Regions from separate parts of the Mus musculus genome. Here region 1 is linked to region 2. A link is a contact called in public Hi-C data. All regions are on one chromosome and are shown on one strand. The core of a region is the stretch at or near the end of the contact, and the rest is flanking DNA. Distances in the headings are between cores, read along the strand shown. Region 1 holds the start of Kat6b (K(lysine) acetyltransferase 6B). Region 2 holds the start of Mrps16 (mitochondrial ribosomal protein S16).

Region 1 (4,680 bases), core at 1,342-3,841, 1.1 Mb after region 2:
TCCTACTTATCTGAAGAGGCAGATTTATCAAAGGACAAGTAACCCTCCAGGGGAATAGCAGTGGGAAAACTGTTCCCCTTTCTTGCCACACCCGTTGGATAATTTTGTTAGGAAAAGACATTACACTATATTTCTGCTTTCCGAGTTTTCTACATCAACAAAGATTTAGACAAATGTCAATCTATTTTTTTGCTGTCTCCCTTGCTCTCAGGGTGGCTGGGGCTTGAACCATGAGCATTAAGCAAGTTCTTTAAAGAGTCTGATTACTGTGATGCTCTGGAAATTCTTGTGCACAGTGAGCCCAAGGGCCTGGGTTTCATCCTTAGCACTGTGACAGCTCTAAGTGTCAGGCCTTCCTTTTAGTGGCAAAAGGGATGAGTGAAGGCTGGCCATCGTAGACTTGACTTACTGGTTTTAGTTGCATCTTTAACATACTTGGTTCGAATATAGAGATCTAGAGTTTTAAACCTTGTTTTTAAGACATGGTTTATTTTATTGCTCCAGATAAAATGCAGTCTGAGGGTTGGGCGTGGTGGTTTACTATCTGAAATTCTATCAATTGGGAGACTGGGTAGGAGGACTGCTGTGAGTTTGAGGCCAAATGGTCTACAGAGCAAGACCTTGTCTCAAGAAAATAAATGTCACCCCAAGGGACCAAAATGTAACTTAAAAAATAAAGTGCATCTGGGCAGACTATCAGAAATGCAACAAAGCAAAACAGAAGGGCTAATGAGTCAGCCAGTATCCTTAAATTTACTTTGTAACTTCTTGGAGAAAATTCCTACCTAGCATGTGTATTATGGGGGGAAAAGCACACCTTATAAATGCCCTTCTTGGAAACAATCTAAATGAACAGGACTGAGTTATGGACTAATGGCTTGTGAAAACTCTCCTTGAGCAAGTTATTGAAGATCCTAACTGAAACAGACAGGAAGAGACTTAGAAAACCCAACGAGGGTGGGGTTGGGGGCGGCATTTGCTTCATCAGTAATGTAATTCAAAAGTTGCCAAGCCGATCAGTGGCTGAGTTTACCTTGTTTCGTTTCCTTGGGCTGAGTCTGAGAGTGTCCGGATTTAACCTAAAGAGGTTTGTGTTTTAAAAACTAACAACCAAGTAATAAAACACCTATAAAAGAGGTTTATAATGGAACTGGTGACAGTTCTGAGTGTAGTGTTACAAGTCTTCTGCTCTCCCCTCTTTTTTTTTTTTTAATCTGCTCTCCCCTCTTTTTTTTTTAATCTTTCATTCACCTCTGCCTTTTGTCCTGGCTTCTTCCTCACCTTGCTGCCAAGCTCAGAAGCAGAGGAAGCTCGCACACCAGAGTAGCCTTTGTGCATTTCTGTCTGCATGTGACAGGGCTGCTGCTGCTGCTAAGATAAGAACTGAGATTATTGGGTCTAACAAAGTACCTACATAGTTGAACAGTAGTTTCTAACGGGGAGTTGAACTCTGCTGCAGGAGTGGCAGTGGCATGAAAATGAGTCATTCAGGGCAGGGAGACTGAAATTCCTGCTCTTTGACATCCTACATCTCCTCATCAGGGGCCCCAAGAACGTCCTGATTCAAGGACAGAACTTCAGGCAACAGGTGGTTTTTCACCCCGGCCACCACACGGGGAAACTTGGCTTTCCCAGGGACATAGGTTTGTTTCCCTTCTTCCCAAAGGTCTGGGAAGAGAAACTGTTCAAACTCTGTTAGGAGGAGCCTTTTCTCAAGTCTACCTTTCTCATACTCTCAAGTATCTCTTACCAGCATCCCACCCAACTCTGGGAAGAGCAGGACGTTTTCTCCAGAGTCCGGAGGGCGCTGCAAGGCATGTGGGCACCTTTAGAGTAGCCTTGCCTGGGCGGCCAGAGGATCCCCCAGCCTCCCTCGTATGGGCCTCAGGAACTCCGGGGGCCCAGGGGAAGCCTGGAAAACCGAACTTCGCCATCAGCTTTCCTTACAGCGCTGGTTGGAGACGAGGGAAGGGCCCCCCAGCGGTCGCCCCCCGCCCAACCCCAATGTTATCCAGCTGCACAGTCCAGGAAGCACCCAGAACGCAGCTCCGAGCTCGCCAGCCTCTCCCGCAGGCCGGGAGAGGGCATCCTGAGGGGCAGCTTCCCTCTCCAGCCTGCGTCTGACATCCCCACTCCCACCCGAGGATGCCTGTCCGCAGTCGCTGAATGTCACTGCTCCCTCTTCCTCCTGATCAGGGTAGAGACAGCTCCTGAGGCATCCCCCACCCCAAAACTGCCGCGGTCGCCCGAGGGTACAAGACCCGGGAGAAGGACGAAGTTTGGGGCCCACGGCGGCGGGAGGGGGGGCGCGTTTAAGAAGACCGCACCTCAGTCCCAGACCTGGCGGACACACTCCCCACCCCAAAACAGCCCAGGCGTCCCCATCCTTTCGGACACCGGCATCCCCGCCCTCCCCTGAGGGCGGTGAGCGGAGCCCCCCGGGGCGGAGGCAGGTACCCCCGGGGCGGAGACTGGGGCGGGCGGGGTCCGGGCTGCGCCCCCGGCCGGGCCAGGCGGGCTAGCGGGCGGCGCGGGGGGAGCGGGGCTGGGCGGCGCTGCCTCGGGCTCTGTGCGCTGCAGCCCGGAGCCGAGGAGGAGGAGGCGGAGGAGGAGAAGGAGGCGGCGGCGGTGGGTCCCGGGCGGGGGGAGCGCGGCGCTGCGGACCCGGGCGGCTGGCAAAGGACGAGGCGGAGGCTGAGGAAGGCAGCGGGGAGACCCGGTCTGCAGCAACAAAGGGCAGCAAGCGATTGGCCGGGCTGGAGGCGAGGTTAGCCGGGGACCGGGGTGGCCGGAGGCAGCGGCGAATAGTGCACGTGCTTGCAGACACGGGCGAGTGCGGAGCCGGGGGTGCACACCCGGTGGGTAGGGGGCTTGCTCCCCCTCCGTATGGGATGGCGAAGAGGCTGCAGTGAGATCGTTCCGCCTGCACCCGGCCTGAGGCTGGCAGGGTAGGGGGTATGTGAAGGGGGTAGGGTGCAAGCCAGGGGGCGGGCGAGTAGTCGCCCGGGACAGGACAGGAGAGAGGGTGGAGGAGGGGGCTGGATGGAACGCTCCGGGCGGCGCGCCCGTCCGCGCGCTCCTCGGCGGGAGCAGGCGACTGAGAACCTCGAATTTTAACTTCGCGTGCCCGCCCGCGCGCGCCCGCCTGCGCCCACCCCTAAATCCTGCGGCCGCCGCCAGCGATCAGCTCTCACACAAACTTTAGCTGCGGGCTAGGGGCTTTGGGGTTGAGTGGGGGAGGGGAGAGGAAAAAAGGCTTCTGATTGGCGTCGTGTACAGCCAATAAGGCCAAGCGCCTCTCCTGCGCCTAGATCCAATCCATTTCTAGAGGTAGAGGGGGCGGGTAGGTGGAAGTAGAGGTGGCGCGGTGTCTGTGAGAGAGAAAAAGGGCTGGACCAATAGGTGCCCGGAAAAGGCGGGCCCCGCGGTCTGTTGATTGGTACTGGCAGTCGACCCTCCCTCGGGGTGGTGCCGGAGGTGGGGGGGGGGAAATGATGGGTCGAGAGGTGTGTCTATGTGGAGGCGAGATGACCGGCAGGAACTTGCCCCAATGGGGGGCAGAGTGTTTAGCGAGCGGGTGACGGACAGACCCGTAGGCCAACGGTTGGCCCTAAGTGTTCGTGCTCTCGTCCAATGGAACGGCGCCGGGGCGGGGCCGCGTCTTGGGTTTAATGAGACTCCATTGGGCTGTAATCAGTGTCATGTCGGATTCATGTCAACGACAACAACAGGGGGACACAAAATGGCGGCGGCTTAGCTCCTACCCCTGGCGGCGGCGGCAGCGGTGGCGGGCGCTACGGCACCTCCTCCAGGCGGCAGCCGTAGCTTCTTTCTCAGGCAGATTCAGCGCCCCCGGCAGGCGCGGTGGTGGTGGCGCGCGGCCAGGTCTGTCACCCACCCCGCGCGTTCCCAGGGGGAGGAGACTAGGCGGGCGGGGGACCGACGGGGGGGTGGCCTGGGACCCTCGACGCCCCTCCCACAGGCCCCTGCGCGAGGGTCACCGCGGGGCCGCTCGGGGTCAGGCTGCCCCTGAGCGTGACGGTAGGGGGCGGGGGAGAGGAGGGAGGAGGAATAAGCTCCGCCCCTGGCCGAGCCTACGGGGCAAGGGGCGGGGCTCAGGAATGGAAGGGCGGGGCAAAGTCGGGAGGGGCGGGGCAGAGGGATTCTAAGGCTTGGGCTGGGAGGGGATTTCTGTGCAAGAGTGAACTGGTAGGATGGATGGAGGGGTCGGACGAGGGCGTGGGCAAGATTAAAAGAACGGGAGATGAGATGGGAAACGGGAGGTGTAGAAACAGGTGTAGAAGGGGGTGTAGGGAGGGGCGAAATTTTGGTGGAAGTGGGAAGGGTACCTAGGACTGTGTGAGGGCTGGTGAAGTGCTGCAGACTGGCGAGATTGCCGTTAACTGGGGACACACTAAGGATGAATTTGGGTGTGGTAAATGAGAGAGTATTGCTGAGTTGGTGTTGGTTCGTCTTGGGGATGGGTTCATGAGGCGGGTACAGTTTCTTTGGTGGAAGAATCAGGCTGAATCCTCATGTTGGCATAGGATAGTGGTTTGCTGGCCCATGGTAAATGAAACATTAAGAAAACAGAAGGAAGGATGGATTAGTTAAGTTTGGGAGATTTTCTAAGGTAGCAGAAGAGACTTTAATGAGCAGGGAATGGAGAGAGGCTGCTTG
Region 2 (4,807 bases), core at 2,297-4,796:
ACAAGATGTCTGTGTTGTTTCTCCACTGTGCATGCCAGCTTGCCCGTGTCTGAGGATTCCTTTGTCTCTCCACCGTCCCATGTCCCTGTAGGATGCTGCTATTGCAGACTCTTTGCTTCCTGTCTAACTAGTACATGGGGTCTAAGGATGTGAACTCAGTACCTCAGAGCTAAGGTAAAAATAAAGCGCTTTACGTCCTGAGCCATGTTCTAGGCTTCCCACTGGCATTTAAAGTGAGCTTTGGAATGGCTGTCTTATCATTTGTTTTTCCTTTCATATAGGCAACATTATATGTAGGAAAATACTTTGTAGGTAGACATACGGAGTTTGAATCCCAAGTTGTTCTCAAGTTATGTTTCCTACTCCTGAGCATAGCCTCCCTCATCTGTAACCGTGGATCTGACTGACCCACAGCTGTGATACAGAACACACAGCGACAGACTCTCAGCCTTTGGATGCACTTCCTTCTGATTACTCTTTAAAGGGTAGCGGAGGACGCCTTCATTCCCGCCACGCAGCAGACAGAGGCAGGTGGCCAGCCTGGCACACAAAGTCAGTTCTGTTCCGGAGAAACCAATCTCAGAAAAGAAAAACAAACAAAAGAAAACAATAAAAAAAAAAAAAAAGGTAAGGCTATTAAAGCCCCAACTTTTCCATCAGAGTCTTTGTATACATGAGCTCATGTGTCAAGGAAACAGACAATACACAAGGCGATTGTCTTCTTCACCTTTGGGATGATCCAAGTGGTTAAGGAAGCATTTGGGCCATGCATAGAAGCCCTCCCTGTAATCCTAGCACTCAGAGGACACTACAAGTTCAAGGTCAGGCTGGTGTATAGATTACATAAAACAAGCTCCACACCAGCCAGGGTTGCAGAGAAAAACCCTGTCTTAAAGAAAACATTTGAATGAGCCAAGAACACTCGGCTGAGGACTCTGAAGCAGGAACGTACTGGATACCAGCAAACTGTAAAGCTGCCCGTGTGACCAGGGCCTAACCCAAAGCCCAAACCTCCCTGTACCCCCTGCATGCCACAAGGTAAGGTAGGAAAGCCAAGCAGGTATCTACATCCAGCTCTAACATCAGACAAAAGAAACCTCTGTCTGACTCCTGCTCAGGCTATGCCAGAGGACCGTGACTTAGAAAACTCCATTTATTGATCCTTAAAACCCAACACAAAACTTTATGCACAAGTTTCACAGGCCCTTGACTTTGCGGCCACGGCAGTGTTCACTGAAGTCAGCTTGCTTCTGTCTCTTTGGCCTCTGACTCTGCTTTCTGAGACGCTAAGAGGACCTCTCGTGCTCTCCTCCTCCGTAGTCTCTCAGCATTGGTGATCATCATTGGATGAAGGGGGAAAAAGCCAGACAGACCTAAAAGCAACAGGATTCTCATTATAATGTAGCTCACATGTAGTTTCCCAAGAGTCTGCTTCCCAGAACTGAAACCCAACACCTGACCAACAGCATAGGCAAGAAATAGGCTCCTGGCTTGCTAAGCTCACTGTCTACTTCCTAACACCGTTCTCCTCACTAATAAACAAACAAACAAACAAACAAACTGACAGGCAGGTATCCACGACACAGTTGTCCCATTTTTTTTGCACAAAATCCCAGTCACTTGGAGTGTTCTAAAGGAGACCATAAAGGGGGTCTCCAGATTAAAAAACGGCAGTTACACTACTTCACCCTCCACTCCTGTCCAGAGCAGCTTGGATGGAATAGAAACCATTCTTCTTTTCCATCCTCACAGAGTTGACCACAGTATAACATCTGTTAAATTATCTAAGCTCAGGGCTGGTTTACCTAGAAGTTTCTCCATAGGCTTAGAGAGGTGAGCCCCACAGCCAATCCAATGCCGGATACGGTCCAGGTTGAGGGCAACTAGTTTTTCTCCGTGACTGTTGGGTAGTGGATCATAGGAGCCCAACTGCTCCACAAATCGGCCATCCCTGGGGCACTTGTTGTGAGCAGCCACAATGCGGTAAAAAGGCCGGTTGGTGCAGCCACCCAAAGCAAGGCGTATGGTTAGGTGGCCTCCGTGGTAGGCTTTGCAGAAAATGGTTGCTGTAGAGAAATAGTTCGTTAGGGTGCAAAAATGTTTAGTAGACTCAAAATATAAGGTAATATAAGGTAAAGGCACAATTCCTCCTTCTACTGCAATGTTCTCACTTCCAATCTATGCCCTGCCCCATCCAGCTTAGATACAATCGTGTGGGTGAAACTCCTCCTTAACCCCTCCAGACCAGACATACCTCCTTTTTTCCAAATCCACATAACACAGTCCTGCCGAGGTTGGGGTCCACTTTACCCTTGGAGACTCCATCTTGTAAATAGTCTCCACTTTGTACTAAGATAAATTCTAAGAAACAGCTGAATTCCCAGAAATGGCTTCTGGCCCCAGGCGCCCCATATGAACTTAGGCCACAATATCTCACCCTATGCCTTGTTGGTTAGCAACTAGTCCGGACTGAAACCAACCAGCCACTATATAGGCTCTGACTGGCTGGCCTCAATCCAGGCCAAGTTAAGAAGCCAACTGAGACCCTATAGGTGGAACAACAATATGAACTAACCAGTACCCAGGAGCTCTTGTCTCTAGCTGCATATGTATCAAAAGATGGCCTAGTCGGCCATCACTGGAAAGAGAGGCCCATTGGACTTGCAAACTTTATATGCCCCAGTACAGGGGTACGCCAGGGCCAAAAAGGGGGAGTGGGTGGGTAGGGGAGTGGGGGGTGGGTATGGGGGACTTTTGGGATAGCATAATGTAAATGAGGAAAATACCTAATAAAAAGTTTAAAAAAAAAAAAAAGCCAACTGAGGTACTTGACCGGTAGTAACCCACTTAAAATGACAGGTATGGAAAACCATGCATGTGGTCCCTAGCCCATCCAATTTGTGGTTTTTATGTTTTAAAAGGTTGTCCTGTCTTGCCCCACGCTGTCACGTTTTGGACCCCGAACCCAGCCGTCTCCCCGAAATATTAGCTTTTAAAATAAGCTTGCTGGTTTAAACTTGGTTTTCATATTGGATTATTTCCAAATTCTCGGACCCTAACACCATTTACTAAGCCATGACCTTGTCTTACCCTTAGGTGCCTCATCTGTAAAACGATTTCTACGATGTGTGGTAAAAAACTGAGACAGGCTGGGCGCGGTGGCGCACGCCTCTAATCACAGGGCCTTTGGGAGGCAGAGGCAAAGGTCTGTCTAGGAAGGAGTTCGAAGCCAGCCCGTCTTTACGCTGCGAGTTCCAGGCCAGCCAGAGCTACCCAGTGAGACCACTGCTAAAAGCGAGACGGACTGAGACGAAGCTCCGCTGGAAGGCGATGTGGCCGCGCCTAGCCCGGGTCGCCGCAGCCCACGCCCGCCCGGAAGCCCCGCGCACTCACTGAGCTGGACCATGGTGCCTGGGCGAGCGGCTCTCCAGCTGTCCCGCTGCACAGCCCCGCGGCACAGAGCCTGAAGCCCGGAAGAGCGCCCCCAAGCGGCCGGCGGGCACACGACGCGACGTCCGCACCACTCCAGAGCCGGAAAGCCCTCTGCGGAAGCCTCCGGCCGATCGGCCCGCCCCTTCCGCTTTCTCTTCCAATGCGCACGGGAGGGCAACCGAGCGCCGGGAGTGCCACAGGGCGCCGGTGACTGATCCTTGACTGCTACGGAAGAGGCGTGTCTGTAGGCGTGGGCTGCTGGCGGTCTTCAGCTGAGTGCCTGCGGCGTGCGGGAGACTTTCCTGTCCGCGGCGGTGCTGAGTTCCTTGCAGGCCGTTCCATCCTGCGACGGTTCCCCCGCCTCCGGAATATCCTCTGTTCTCTTACCCACTGTCAACTGTGTGTGACACAGCACAGTTGTATTCTGGTCCCACCTTTGAAGATGTTGCCTTAATTTCCAAGCCCCAGTAACATTGGTCCAGAACTTTGGCAATTGTGCACCTCCAGGGAATCTTACCAACAAGGTGATCAGATAAACTTTAAAAAGTAATTCTAATAGTCACACCATTATGCCAGATATCTACCCACAAATAGTGGCTATTAATTAGCTACATGTACATAAGAGCATATAAAATATAATGTGCTATACATACGACTCCAGAAACATGATAAATTTTGAGTTTGGGGTTTATATTTTTTTAATGTGAACTAAAGGGGTGGGGATGGGCAGGCTTCATCTGGTGACAGTTTGGAAAGGAAACGTGCTTGGGGCTCCATATTAAATATCCACTTGTAAGGCTGTCAGAAAGATGGATTTCCAAAACCAACCATTTCCTGTACAGTGTGGATTTCTTCAAGTAGAGCCTGGTCTTTCAGTTTCAGCTGCAGAAACAAGGCAGGGAAGAAGTTATGTCCAACACACCAGGTGACTTTGAAGACCCCTAATTTAAGAGGCTCCAGATTTGTGGGGACGGGATGGGCCTCTCCTGTATTCTCGACACCATGGAAGCTCTCAAAGAATTGGAATGTATTGGATCTTGGGTGGGAATTCATCAGGCACTGAGCGCTCTCATGGTCTGTACACTCTCAGAATGGCAATCAGCTGTCGCATACCTTTATTGTGTACTTATAAGCCTGCTCTGCTTCCAGTTGTCGTCCAACCTGAAAGAAGCAATTAACATCTTTCCTAGTAAAATGTGAATCGGAGGTTACTGACCACATCCATCTCAAGGAGGAACCGCCCAGAACATTCTCCTTGTCATCAGTAGAGACAAATCTGGAACTCTTCCAACTTCAGTTGCTGTGTGCTAACAGCCAGCTTACCTTTCTTTCTTAGTTGGGCCTTCACCTGACCCCTGAGAGGGCCTTGTGAAGG

What was found. Hi-C and Micro-C count contacts between places; a contact is called where the count stands out from the background.
Region 1: a Hi-C map of CD8 T cells shows a contact between it and region 2, with 4 times the contacts expected there. The contact joins the promoter of Kat6b here to the promoter of Mrps16 in region 2. A contact is called at or near these places in 2 of 39 promoter capture datasets (neutrophils and pre-B cells) and 3 of 484 Hi-C or Micro-C datasets (CD4 T cells, CD8 T cells and embryonic stem cells).

Annotation. Positions count from the first base shown.
Region 1 is chr14:21,497,194-21,501,873 of GRCm38.p6, forward strand. Kat6b (K(lysine) acetyltransferase 6B) reads left to right here and starts at 2,592. Exons shown (of 17, transcript NM_017479.3): 1 at 2,592-2,767.
Region 2 is chr14:20,390,088-20,394,894 of GRCm38.p6, forward strand. It overlaps Mrps16 (mitochondrial ribosomal protein S16), which reads right to left and starts at 3,547. Exons shown (of 3, transcript NM_025440.3): 1 at 3,394-3,547; 2 at 1,806-2,066; 3 at 1,135-1,373. The coding sequence starts at 3,406. The coding sequence ends at 1,240. It overlaps Cfap70 (cilia and flagella associated protein 70), which reads right to left. Exons shown (of 29, transcript NM_029698.1): 28 at 4,546-4,593; 29 at 4,103-4,314. The coding sequence ends at 4,234.